Regions from separate parts of the Triticum aestivum genome. Here region 1 is linked to region 2. Evidence: chromatin contacts called from public Hi-C data. All regions are on one chromosome and are shown on one strand. The core of a region is the stretch at or near the end of the contact, and the rest is flanking DNA. Distances in the headings are between cores, read along the strand shown.

Region 1 (5,923 bases), core at 719-3,218, 220 kb after region 2:
TATTCTAGCACCGTCCCATTAATTCTCTAGTTATTTTTCTAATTTGTTCGCGCTGGGTCGGTGCAATGTAATCCGTCGTCGTCGTCGATCGTAATTACGATGTATACAAACAGTACCCGCCGCACGACGACTAGCTCGAACACGCCAGTGATCCCCTGTGTGTTGGCGATAAGGCCGAACTTGCTCTAGCCTGTGCGCCGACGGCGACGGCCATGTTGACGATCCCATACCAACCGCCGACGATCCCATACGGGAAACAGCAGCATCACGAAATACGGGTGGACGGAGCCAATTCGTGGGCCGCTGCTGGACACAAGGTTAGCAGCTCGAACAGTGATTTGAAAGTGTTCCTGTCGCGTGCTTGGACAAATACACACCTATTCATGAATGTGAGCTATTACAATTTACATGTGTATTTTTTTAATTTGTATATGTGTACGGTCCTGGTCGCTAAGGGGGGCCGTGCCCACTAAATGCGTGAAAGCCAAATTTTTTGGGAGATAATAAAAGAGCCACCTGCATGTTGGATGGGGAGTTAAATTTAGGTTTGGGGGAAAAACTGACCCTAGTGACGAAATGGACAGTTTGGAAGAACGAGTGTGACATGGGGATTTTTGGCTTGCCCAAATTTGCCAGGCATTCGATCACTACACTTGAGAGGGAGCGGGGCCCCACTAACATGTGTCTCATGTTTATTAGATGCTAATTCTTTCTGTATTTCCATAGTTTTGAGCACATTAAAACAATAGGTATTCTAGCTGTTGACAGCTGGACAACCACATTTTACTTTCCTGCACTAACAAAGGAAATTAATTAGTAGATTTATTGCAGGGAATTAATTAGTAGATTTTGGTTGCTGCATATTTGTCTCAAAGGGCTTGCAGGGAAATACAGGTTGGACATAATAACACTCTAGTTATAAATGAAAGGATGTGATTCTACGCGTTAAAATATTTAATGAATGATAACCATGATAAATTAAAGAAAAACTTATTTTGGGGTATTTATTAAATAGGTAACACATGTTTATTTTGAAACATATATGTCGTGATCAATAAGCTTGTGCATCCATATCCACAAGAAAGGAGTACAACTATGTAAAGACATCATTTTCCCTGGGATGACAAAGTCTATGTGCCACATTGACTAATTCTTTTTTTTTGGGGTGATGGAACAAGAGTTCTACATGTTTGAAAATTTCACATATGCATGTAACTGTAATCATGTATATATGTCTTTGCGTGTCATTCTTCCATAGGAACTCCTAAACTATACATATGAAAAACAAAATCTTCACATATGGTGGCAAAAATAACCAAAATACTATATGCAAAATATATTCTTTTTAGGTGTGATCTATAAAAATAGCAACACCACAGTTTCCTATAAAAAAACTAGCAAAAATCAAGATTAGATAGGTAAACATATTTTTCCAGCAGTGCTTCTATCTTTACGTCCCGGGAGCGATTTTGTTGACGTGTCGTGATACACGTGGAAGTGGCTACACCACCCAGACGTTCCGTAGACCTTTTAAAGGAGAAAATGATTTCCGGATAAACCGCGAAACTACAGGTGTCTATTAAAACGACGCCGTTGATTTAGAATATAACGAAGAACCTTTTTCAGTGGTATTATGCCTTATTTTAAATATGAAAAATAAATTCATCGGCACGACGAAAACAAATTACGAAAACCGCGGCAACAGCTGCACCGCCTGAACCTTTCGCGGAAAGAATAAAACGGTTTCACATAAACCAGAGAAAACTTGGTGTTGTCATGCAGAGTCCAGACACAGACACGATGTGACTCACAAAAAATCGAAAAGACCTATTTTCCTCACCCATTTTATTGTTGTGAGGAAATTGTGGCTTTTGATAAAGCCTTTCCAACGGGGGGTGCCGTGCTGGCGCGTTGCAACCTAGCGGGGGAGGCCAGCTCTAGAGAGAGAAAAGGGTTCCAGAGCGGCAGCCCCCAACACCTCCCCCCCTCTCTCTCTCTCCCCCCCTACGCTGGCTGCTGCCGCTGCAGACTGCACGCACCCTAAAGCAGCGAGCCTTTCCACCTCTCCTCTCCTCTCCTCTCCCTGCCACCCCACCCACACACCACCGCCACCACCCCGCCTCGGCCTCGGCTGCGGCGCCCTGTGTCTCCGCCTCTCCGGAGCGGGAGCGGCCGCCGCCGCCCGCCGCCGCCATGTCCGGGCTGTACGGCCAGCAGGGGTTCTCCCCTTCCAGGAACCTATCCCCCCAGATTAGAAGCAACCCAGATGTCGATAGGTAGAGGCGGCGCACGGATTTTTCTTGGTTTCTTTGCTTGTTTCTTGGCCAATTCGTGGTGGCAAGATTGGTTTTTTATTTATTATTATCGTGCGCTGTGTTTTCTTTTCTTCCTGTTGGGTTTGGTCGCTTTGATGGGTGAATGGAGATGGTGATGTGATTGCTCTGTAATTAATGGTTTTGTGCAGCCAGTACTTGGCCGAGCTGCTCGCCGAGCACCAGAAGCTGGGGCCTTTCATGCAGGTGCTGCCCATATGCAGCAAGCTGCTGAGCCAAGGTGAGATCTCCTGATCTCCCCTTTTTACTGTTTTGTCTGCAGGCTGATGTGATTTTCCTCTGTTTATGCACGGGAGTGGTGTTCCTCTGCAACCATGGATACGGAAGTACATGGCTGCAGGGCTTGGATACTGCCCACTTTAGATTAGATGGCATTGGTTGTTGCTGCCTGGTTGTATGGTCTCTGGTGCATTCACTGCTTGGATGACACTGTTTTCATTTTATACATACTGCGATGTTTTCATTCGTCGGGGCGAGAATTAGATGATTGCAGTTATGCGCGGTAATGTTGATCAATCCTTCTGTTGCAATCTATGTTTGCAATGAGGTAGATCAATCTTCTTCTTGACTGGCATATGGTGGTCGATTGCTGTTGGAAACTTGTCTGGTATCTTAGCAAATCATCCCACCATTGGTGAGAACCATATGTCTGATCTAGGGTTCATCTTAACTGTACCATGTAAAAAGCAGTGCTTAAGTTTGTGGATTGTATATACACTGGACAACACTAAATGCTGTATATGAACGTCGGCATATATATCGCTGTCAAATAAATCAATGACATTATCAACCAAAGAGTTGTTGAGATATCCTGCGGCCTTGCTCATTTCCAGCCTCACTACATATAAACATCTTTTGATATAACTATGAAGTTCTTCTGCAAACTGGGCTGATTATAGGAATACTTCACTTGATACTCAGCCTCTTTCTATAGGGCATGCTTAGACCGTCTGACTCTTTTTTCTGCGTGCAGCACACATGCTTGGATCATGATTTATGGGATTTTCTTTATCTCACATATTAGCCTGAGGGATTCACTATCTTCAGTGAGGCTATCAAGAATTCTTTTGTTTAAATGGTGGTGTTTGATCAAATTTTACATCGACTGCATCACACTCTAATGTCTCTTGGTTAGACCAGCCTGTAGAACGAACTATACGCTGGCCATCAGCATGTTGTATGTATATTAGATAAGTATATCTAAGGAACGGTTGATGTTTTTATGAGGATTGAAAAAGGAATGGTTTGTGTTATGGACCTACTGTGAATGATCATACGAATATCTTGGATCTGGTTCCTATGTGCATATGCTTTTTGATATCTGCCTTTGTCCAGTCAGTGTTTATCCATTGTATGATTATATCGTGTCTTGGTTGCGAAAAATAACCTAACATCGATGTACAAAATTCTGTTTGTAATCAATAGCTTATCCATTTCTTTTGATCTAAATTCTCACCTGACCTTCTTGTTACTCAGAGATTATGCGGGTGTCAAACTCTGCCCACAACCCTGGATTCAGTGATTTCGATAGACATCGATTCAGAAGTCCTAGTCCAATGTCTTCACCAAATCCAAGATCCAATCTCTCTGGCAATGGGTTTAGTCCTTGGAATGGACTGCACCAAGAGGTAGACATTCATTCATTACATATTTATTTGTTAAGGAAGAAATAAAATATGTTTCCAATCCAGTAGATCACGCTATTGCACCTTTATACTCCAGAAGGTACATGCTTTCACTGTGAGAGTTTTAGCCATTATTATCTATAAAATGGACCCTGTCGGTACATAAGTTATAGTAAACTTTTTGGGTCTGCAATATGATACTATGATATATAAAATTCATAATACAATGTAAATGTGGGTTTTTTTGGTGGAAAATATTGTCTGTTATTCATGTTGTGCACATTCTTCCAAATATTTTTATTTCATGAAACGATACTGATGAATCGTTTGTGCTTTGCCATTTTGAACTATTCAAAAGAGGTTAGGTTTTCCTCAAGGAAATAGTATGGATTGGCAAGGAGCGCCACCAAGCCCTAGCTCTCATGTCATGAAGAAGATTCTACGCTTGGAGGTCCCAGTTGATTCTTATCCGAGTGTACGCTGCCTCTAACTTGTGCAATTTTATTTTTACACAGAATGATGATTGATCCATTTTTTATTCCTTTGCTGATATAACTTTTGCTTTCACGGCAGTTCAATTTTGTGGGACGTATTCTAGGACCTAGAGGCAATTCTCTAAAGCGGGTAGAAGCATCTACTGGTTGTCGCGTTTTCATCAGAGGAAAGGGTTCCATCAAAGATCCAGGGAAGGTAACCAAAGTTCGCAATGTTTGATCTGCACCCCCTGAAGTTAAATTATACATTTTTTTCTGAAGTCTGCAAATTGGGTTGCATACTAAGTTGAGTAAGTTTACTGGAATCGTCTTCCAGTTCTACGGATCTCATCCATCACCATGTTTGGCTTTTCACAACCTGTTCATAACCCCATTGGATGATTATGTGTTCTAACTTTCTCCTGGAACTCCCTACCCCTTTCCTAACCCATAATTATGTAACTGCAAGCTAATTATTTTTTCTTCACGATAACTTTACTTTTACACCGACGTGCGATATATTTCTATTCTGTCCAGTTTACTTGTCAACTTTCTTTTTATTCCTCGTAAATCTGTTTTCCTGTTTGGCAATTTTTGCCTGTAGGTTCCATTGCTTGCTTTTTTGCCTCTCACCTTGTGTTTCTACTACGTTGCTGAGAACTTAAGTTTCACTTTTTTTTTCTTTTTTTCTTCAAGGAGGACAAGCTGCGAGGAAAACCAGGCTATGAGCATCTGAGTGAACAACTTCATATCTTGATAGAGGCTGAGTTCCCAGCCAATATTATTGATGCCAGATTGAGACATGCACAGGAAATTCTAGAAGAACTGCTAAAGCCAGTGGTAAGTAATTAATGTTTCCATGTACATATTCGCTTTCTGAAGAAAGCCAATGAAATACCCAGTTATCCTTTTATAGTTTATAATACCATGAAAATTCTTTTTAATAAAATAATAATTGATAATGTGAGGAATCACATATAAAAATGTTGCTTCCACCTTCTCTAGTGCTAGTGGTCACCACCTAGCAGATACTCCCTCCGTCCAAAAAAACTTGTCCCAAGCTTATATCTCAAATGGATGTATCTAGCACTAACTTGGTGCTAGATACATTCATTTGAGGGACAAGCTTTTTCGGACGGAGGGAGTGTATCTTTTTCTTGAATTTGGATTATTACCATTATTGATCTCTCTCAATTGGTTCCCTTTATATTTTGTGGAGTACATTTTCATTTCTCATTTATTATCTGGAACTTGTGTTTACTTACAATTGCACATGCATACCATGGCGGCTTGCTTGTCCAAGAATGCTTTTTGTTTACAGACGGCAAGCACTCTGGACATGCCTCACTCACAAAGCCATGTTGGTTTCTGCTGCAGGATGAGACACAGGATATCTACAAGAGGCAACAGCTCCGGGAGCTGGCTATGCTAAACTCAACCCTGCGAGAGGACAGCCCTCATCCGGGGAGCGTCTCCCCATTCAGCAATGGTG
Region 2 (6,127 bases), core at 1,940-4,439:
TTTGGTCTGTTGGCCCTGCTCAATTATATCATAGACAAGACTGAATGAGTATATGTGTAGTACTAATACTCAATCAGCTTTCACAAAGAAAAATTCAGAAAAAAATACCAGAATATAGGGCGAACATCCTCTTTGACACGGAAAACATTAGTTGGTGGCCTCCAAGGTAATGTTCTTGAAAGCTTGGACTCCTCTATTAAGCCAAGATTCTGGGAAAAAAAATTAACCGTTAGAAACTTGTCAGAAAAAAAACAATTAAATCAAGCAAGACAAGGAAATCACCATCAGAATTGCTAAAGCAGTCTTCTCCATGTTTAGTGTGTACAGGTGCAAAGTCTTGATCCCACTAGCCAAAATTTTCTTGCACATCTCAGTACCAAGGTGGATTCCATATGCTTTCACAGCCTCCTCATTGTCTTTAATAGGATCCAAGGCAGCAGTAATCTCAGCTGGAATCTGTTTTTACATTTGAAGTGGCATTCTGTTAGTACCACAATCCGAAATTCAGTAAATGAATAAAAATAAAATTCTATATATTTTATATGTTCGATGTTTGTTGGATTATCTCCAGAAAAAAGGTGTATCAGAAGCAATCCACACCTTCAGGTGCTCCCATGAATCCCAGTTCAAAATACGGTGCAAATGGCCATGGAAAATTCCAAAGAAACGAGAGCAAGGGTGCTATATTGATACACAGTCAATATAGCACAAAAGGGAGATAATGAAGGTACTATTACCTAAAACATGTCTTTTTTTCGGCCCTGTAATTTTATATAATGACCAAATAAACCAATTTGCCTTGTGTTTTGGGGAAAGATGTGAATCCAAAGGGGGGACAGACCAGATACACTTTCATCCATGTCATTACTTGTGATGGAGCTACAGCAACACACCGTACCTTAGTTTTGCAGAATCCAGTCATGCGCACAAATCCTTTGTAGTTATTTATTGGCATTATGCCAGGAACGATAGGGCAGGTTATACCAATCTGACGGCAGTCGTTCACAAACTTGAGAAAGATATCGGTATCATAGAAAAGCTGGGTGACTATAACGTCAGCACCAGCATCAACCTGCAGAGAAATGTAGATTGAGAATGAAGCTGACAAAGAGCAATTTTATGCTCAACAAGTACATAGGGTATGCAACAGGTTACATCATTAGGACATGGCCTTGCATAGAATCTTGTCCAGGCATCGATCAAGAGAGTTAACAACCATACAGTTTTCATTTTCAACTACAAGAACCAACAAGATTGATGAGAACCTTTCTCTTCAAGTAAGCAAGATCTTTGCTATATGCTTCCTCCGTAGCACCTTCCTCGCCTAGTATTACCTCAGGGTGTGCCTCTGACATTTGAAAAACAGAAATAACAATTATAATTTGTAACATTGAAACCGTCCACCGACTGTAGAGAGAAGCTAAGTGTTGCTAACCTGGATAGCCAGCGACAGTTATGCCAAAGTAATCACCATACTTGGCTTTAATGTGCTCCACCTGCAATTGGAAAACAGAAGGCATCAGGACTAACATCTGAAATCCTAGATATCACAAGCAACAGCAATCAGCTTGCCATCATGTCCATGCCTCTCCAATGTAATAAGACTTAATTACATTCCATCTGTTGGAAGAAGAGGTGCTTACCAGATCTAGAGCACAAGAAAATCCACCAGCAACTTGAACAAATTTGTCCTGGCCATGTGGAGGATCTCCTCGAAGTGCCAGAACATTTTGAATCCCATTGGACTTGATGGTATCCAAAGCATTATCGATCTTCTCCACTGGCATGTTGGTGCATGTCAAGTGCATCATCGTTTCCACACATACCTGCAAAATAATAACATTGAAATGTTAGAAGTCACCGACAATATTTATGGCAGCAATGCAAAGAATCATTGGAAATTTAAAAGAAGCTTCGGAAATTAATTTGAAATTATCCAGAGCAACATATTGGCATGACAGAATGTTCGTAGTAAACTTTAATACTATCAAATGAGTGTCTTCTTCCAAACTTGTTTAAAAACAACGGTCACTACTTGTTTAAAAACAACATGTTGGCACATTTCTCTGTCCCCAGATACACCCAACATTGAGCACATGACATAAGAAATTCAGACCACGATGCCATGAAACCCAGACAGGAAATCCTATCAAGACTCATCCCAGAAAAACTCAGAAAGCAAGTAAGCAACAAGCCCCTTACTGAGAGTGTTGACCGAGTCAGAATGGATGAACTCAGTGAGTCAATGTGGCCCAGCTCATCAAAATTACTAATCTCAATAAAACCCCTACCGTTCCATAGCTTAAATGTGCGTTGAACTAAGCATTATACAAGCATAAAAAATAATAATATACCATGTCTATAACACTCCCCTGCTCACGTTGAGGCATAAGTTAGCAATAATTGTCTCTTAAACTCAGAAAGCAAGTAAGCAATAATTCTCTCTTAAACATAATCAGTAACTAGACGACATGGAAGCAGATGAACTCCTACTTGGCACCAGTTCCATTTCACCCTAAATCAGCTGTTAGCACCAAATGCGTCCGTTAACTTTGAACTTGGAGTAAAAGCAATCTAAACTAATTACTAACCCGTCGAACTCTATGGAGACGAAGCGACAATTCGCGGAATTAAGCAAATCCGGTCATCCCAAAACCGAACATGCTTCCCAGCACCCCCTTCACGAATTACAGTGTCGCATTGCGCCTAAATCCGAGCCGGATCAAACCAGCCAAGCAAACGAATCGAACCCGGCATATCTCGCGGGCGGAAGGCGCGCCGAAACAGAGCAGAGCAGAGCGGATCAGATCAGATCGCGCGCGGGCGGGCGGGCGGGCGCAGCAGGCGGCAGTTGACGGGGCGAGGGAGACGTGCGTACCATGTTCTGCATGCGGTTGGCGATGTCGAGGGTGACGTCGGCGGTGGATCCGCCGGCGCCCCAGGTGATGTCGCAGAAGTTGGGGCCGTGCGCCACCATGCGGTCCATCCGCTCGAAGAGGTTCTCCACGCCCTCCTCCGTCTTGGGCGGGAAGTACTCGAAGGAGAAGACGGTCCGGCCATTCGCCGCCGCCTCCTGGATCTTCTCGATCACCTTCATCTTCCTCTTCCTCTTCCTCTAGAACCTTCTCCCCCACTGCTCTGGCTCTGCTAATGGCGTCGCGGCGGGCGGGCGGGCGGGTGGACGAGGGGTAGCGGCTGGTGGCGAGTGGGTTTATAGGAGATCTGACTCCACCAACCACTCCCGCTGGATGGGCGCGGCGCACCAGTGTGGCCCGCCCGCTGCCCGGTGGGGCCCGGTTGTATGCGCGAAGGTGGTTACGTGTGGCGCTTGTGGGACGGGTGCAGGGATGTTGTGGTGGGGCGGGTGGACGGTCCCCCGGCGTCGCTGTCCTGCACCAACCCAAATGTGTGGGCACGACACTGACCACTGCCAAGCCGGGTTTAGAAATCTGCCCCGCCGTCACTAGCATGTGGGTCCGCGACTTAATGGGTTTGGAGTGGTAGGCAGCGAAATGTCTACCTACGATTGATTCTCGTGGGATTCTTCCACGAGCGCTGTGGACTTCCGCTGATTTGGCGATCCGGTGACACATGTAAAAAGGAAAATTGAGTGGAGCTTGCCATATGTGATTGAATTGCCACTGAATTTTGGGGGTGTTTCCATGTACGTAAAAAGTTTCGACATTATCGGATCACCAGAAGTTGTGCAACACGTGGCCATAATAATCCAAGAGAAAAACAAAAGACGACGATAGCTGCCACACGTGTGGTATATTCGACATGCGCCCACACACCGTGTGTGGTGTGAGCAGGAGACAGCCCACACGGGCTGTGTGTGGACGGACATTAGAATTGCCCACACACGTGGGCGCGGTTATTTCATGCCACATGCCCAACAAGTACTACTTATCTCCACCCCGCGCGTATGACACGAAGCAAAAATGCCCACACGTCCTGGCGCAGCTACGTTAGGTACCCGCGGGATGACGATTTAGTTGCCATCTTGGTTGGCAGATGTAGTTATCCGAAATGACAAGTGTAGTTGTAAAAGCATGGCAGCTCTATCTGTTTTGGTTAACTATAGTTGCCATGTCTAATTTATGGTAGTTTTTTTTGCGGGGTCTAATTTATGGTAGTTGTCGTGTGTAATCAAACCGTAGTTGCCGTGTGTGATTAACTACTTGCCACATATGGTCAAACAGTAGTTGCCATATGTATTTACCTAGTTGCCATGTGTGTTTACCTAGTTGTCACGTATGGTCCAACCATAGTTGCCATGTATGGCTAATCATAGATGTCATGTGTGTTTATCTGGTTGCCACGTACGCGCAAATGCACTTGCCCTCTAGCAAAGAATCACAGTTGTCATGTCTGTTTACCTAGTTGCCACGTTCGCGTAACTGCAGTTGTCATCCACAACGTAGGAGTATCGTGTGGGTGAAAAGCAGTTCGCCCACACGCGCATGGACTAGATGGTGGTTGTGTGGGCAGAAACTAGTTCGACCACACAGCGCAGCTGGCAAACAGCGTGGTGCGAGCGTGTGGACAAACCCTCCAACACCCACACAGCAAGCCCGTCCTATGTGACATGCAAATTCTGCCTCAATGTGTCAAGATTCATGTAAATTGCACTGGACGATGATCTACGTGTGTGGGCGAGTTACAAAACTACTACACGTATGAACGTTAGTGTTTTCGAAAAACAAAAAAAGAAGAAAAGATGAGGACAAGAGCACTCCTGCCGACTCGCCCAACTCCACAAAAATGGAATGGGGTGGCGCCATCGTGACAACAATCTCGATTCGCCTCTTCTTGTCATCTTCTCCCCTGGAGATGGAGATTCAAAACAATGTATAGCAATTCAAAAGGAGAATTGAGTGGAACCTGCCATATGTATGTAATTGAATTGCCACTGATTTTTGCGAGTGTTTCCATGTACTACGTAAAAGCTTTGATATTACCGGAGCATCAGAGATCGTGTAACACGTGGACACAATTAATCGAGAGAAAAACAAAGGAAAAAAATAGAGATGTGAGGACAGGGCCACTCCTGCCGACTCGTCCAGCTCAGCTACAATGGAATGGGTGGCGCCATCGTGACAACAATCTCAGTTTTGCAAGAAAGCTACTCCCTCCTATAAGATCGCTTTGCAACCTCGATCTTATATTATGAGACCGACGAGTACGTCTGAATTAAACTCAAATTCTCATTGTAGCAAAGCCAAAACACAGGGAAGTATAACAAATTTTAGCACATTGATCTTGGCATGTTTGATGCCATTTGCTTTCTTGGTCCGAACTCCCCCCGCCCCCCACTTTTCATTCATAGAGCTCGAGGTGTAATGAGTGGCGTGTATCGAGGGATGCCACTAGAGGCCTTCGCGATGTAGGTTTAGAATGGCATATCTCTACTGTTAAAATGAGTTTGTTGGCTTGGCTTCTACTCTTCGCATTGATACATGCCCTCTTCCATCGTTTTTTTTTCAAAACAAGTAGTAATCATCATTAAAAAATATTAAACCAACGCCGCACCTCCTCATTTCTTGAGATAGAAATCCCTTGTAAGCGATCAACAAAAACCAAAAAAATCATTAATAACAAGAAATCTCTTTGAAGCAAACAACAAAATCAACTCACGTAGTTGTATGTACACGATCACAATCTTAATGGCATCGCATATTTCCTTACCCTTACCTATGCCTTCGCTCCTCGCAGCATATATCAATCCCAACCCAATCAAAAAAATTCTACGAATGAAGCAATAGAATAAATTTATGCTGTTGCAACGCATGGCTATTTAACTAGTATCTATTATTAAAGGGGAATTTGTTCATTTTTCTTTCATCGTTTCCGCCCCTTCCTATCAATACATGCTCCCTTGCATCCTTTTTTAGAACCACGCGTTAATCCTCATTATAATTTTTCAAACCGACCCCACCTTCTCATTTCTGGAAAAAGAAATCCCTTATAATTAAATCAACAAAAATCAAATAAATCGTCAGTAGTAAGAACCCCTTTCAAGGAAACAACAAAACCAACTCACATAGTTGTACATACACAATCTCAATCGCATCATATCGTTTCTTACCTTTGCCTATGAATTCCCTCCCCACGGCATATCCCAATC

What was found. A called contact is a pair of places that touch in the nucleus more often than the background predicts.
Region 1: a Hi-C map of leaf shows a contact between it and region 2, with 4 times the contacts expected there. The contact joins the promoter of LOC123105608 here to the promoter of LOC123105606 in region 2. A contact is called at or near these places in 3 of 5 Hi-C or Micro-C datasets (all in leaf).

The regions. Positions count from the first base shown.
Region 1 is chr5A:647,714,612-647,720,534 of IWGSC CS RefSeq v2.1, forward strand. It overlaps LOC123105608 (KH domain-containing protein SPIN1), which reads left to right and starts at 1,969. Exons shown (of 7, transcript XM_044527698.1): 1 at 1,969-2,276; 2 at 2,465-2,553; 3 at 3,810-3,961; 4 at 4,317-4,433; 5 at 4,532-4,648; 6 at 5,128-5,271; 7 at 5,809-5,923. The coding sequence starts at 2,194.
Region 2 is chr5A:647,495,377-647,501,503 of IWGSC CS RefSeq v2.1, forward strand. It overlaps LOC123105606 (probable methylenetetrahydrofolate reductase), which reads right to left and starts at 3,190. Exons shown (of 12, transcript XM_044527696.1): 1 at 2,879-3,190; 2 at 1,644-1,826; 3 at 1,436-1,496; 4 at 1,266-1,348; 5 at 899-1,072; 6 at 283-456; 7 at 109-209; 8 at 1-15. The coding sequence starts at 3,097.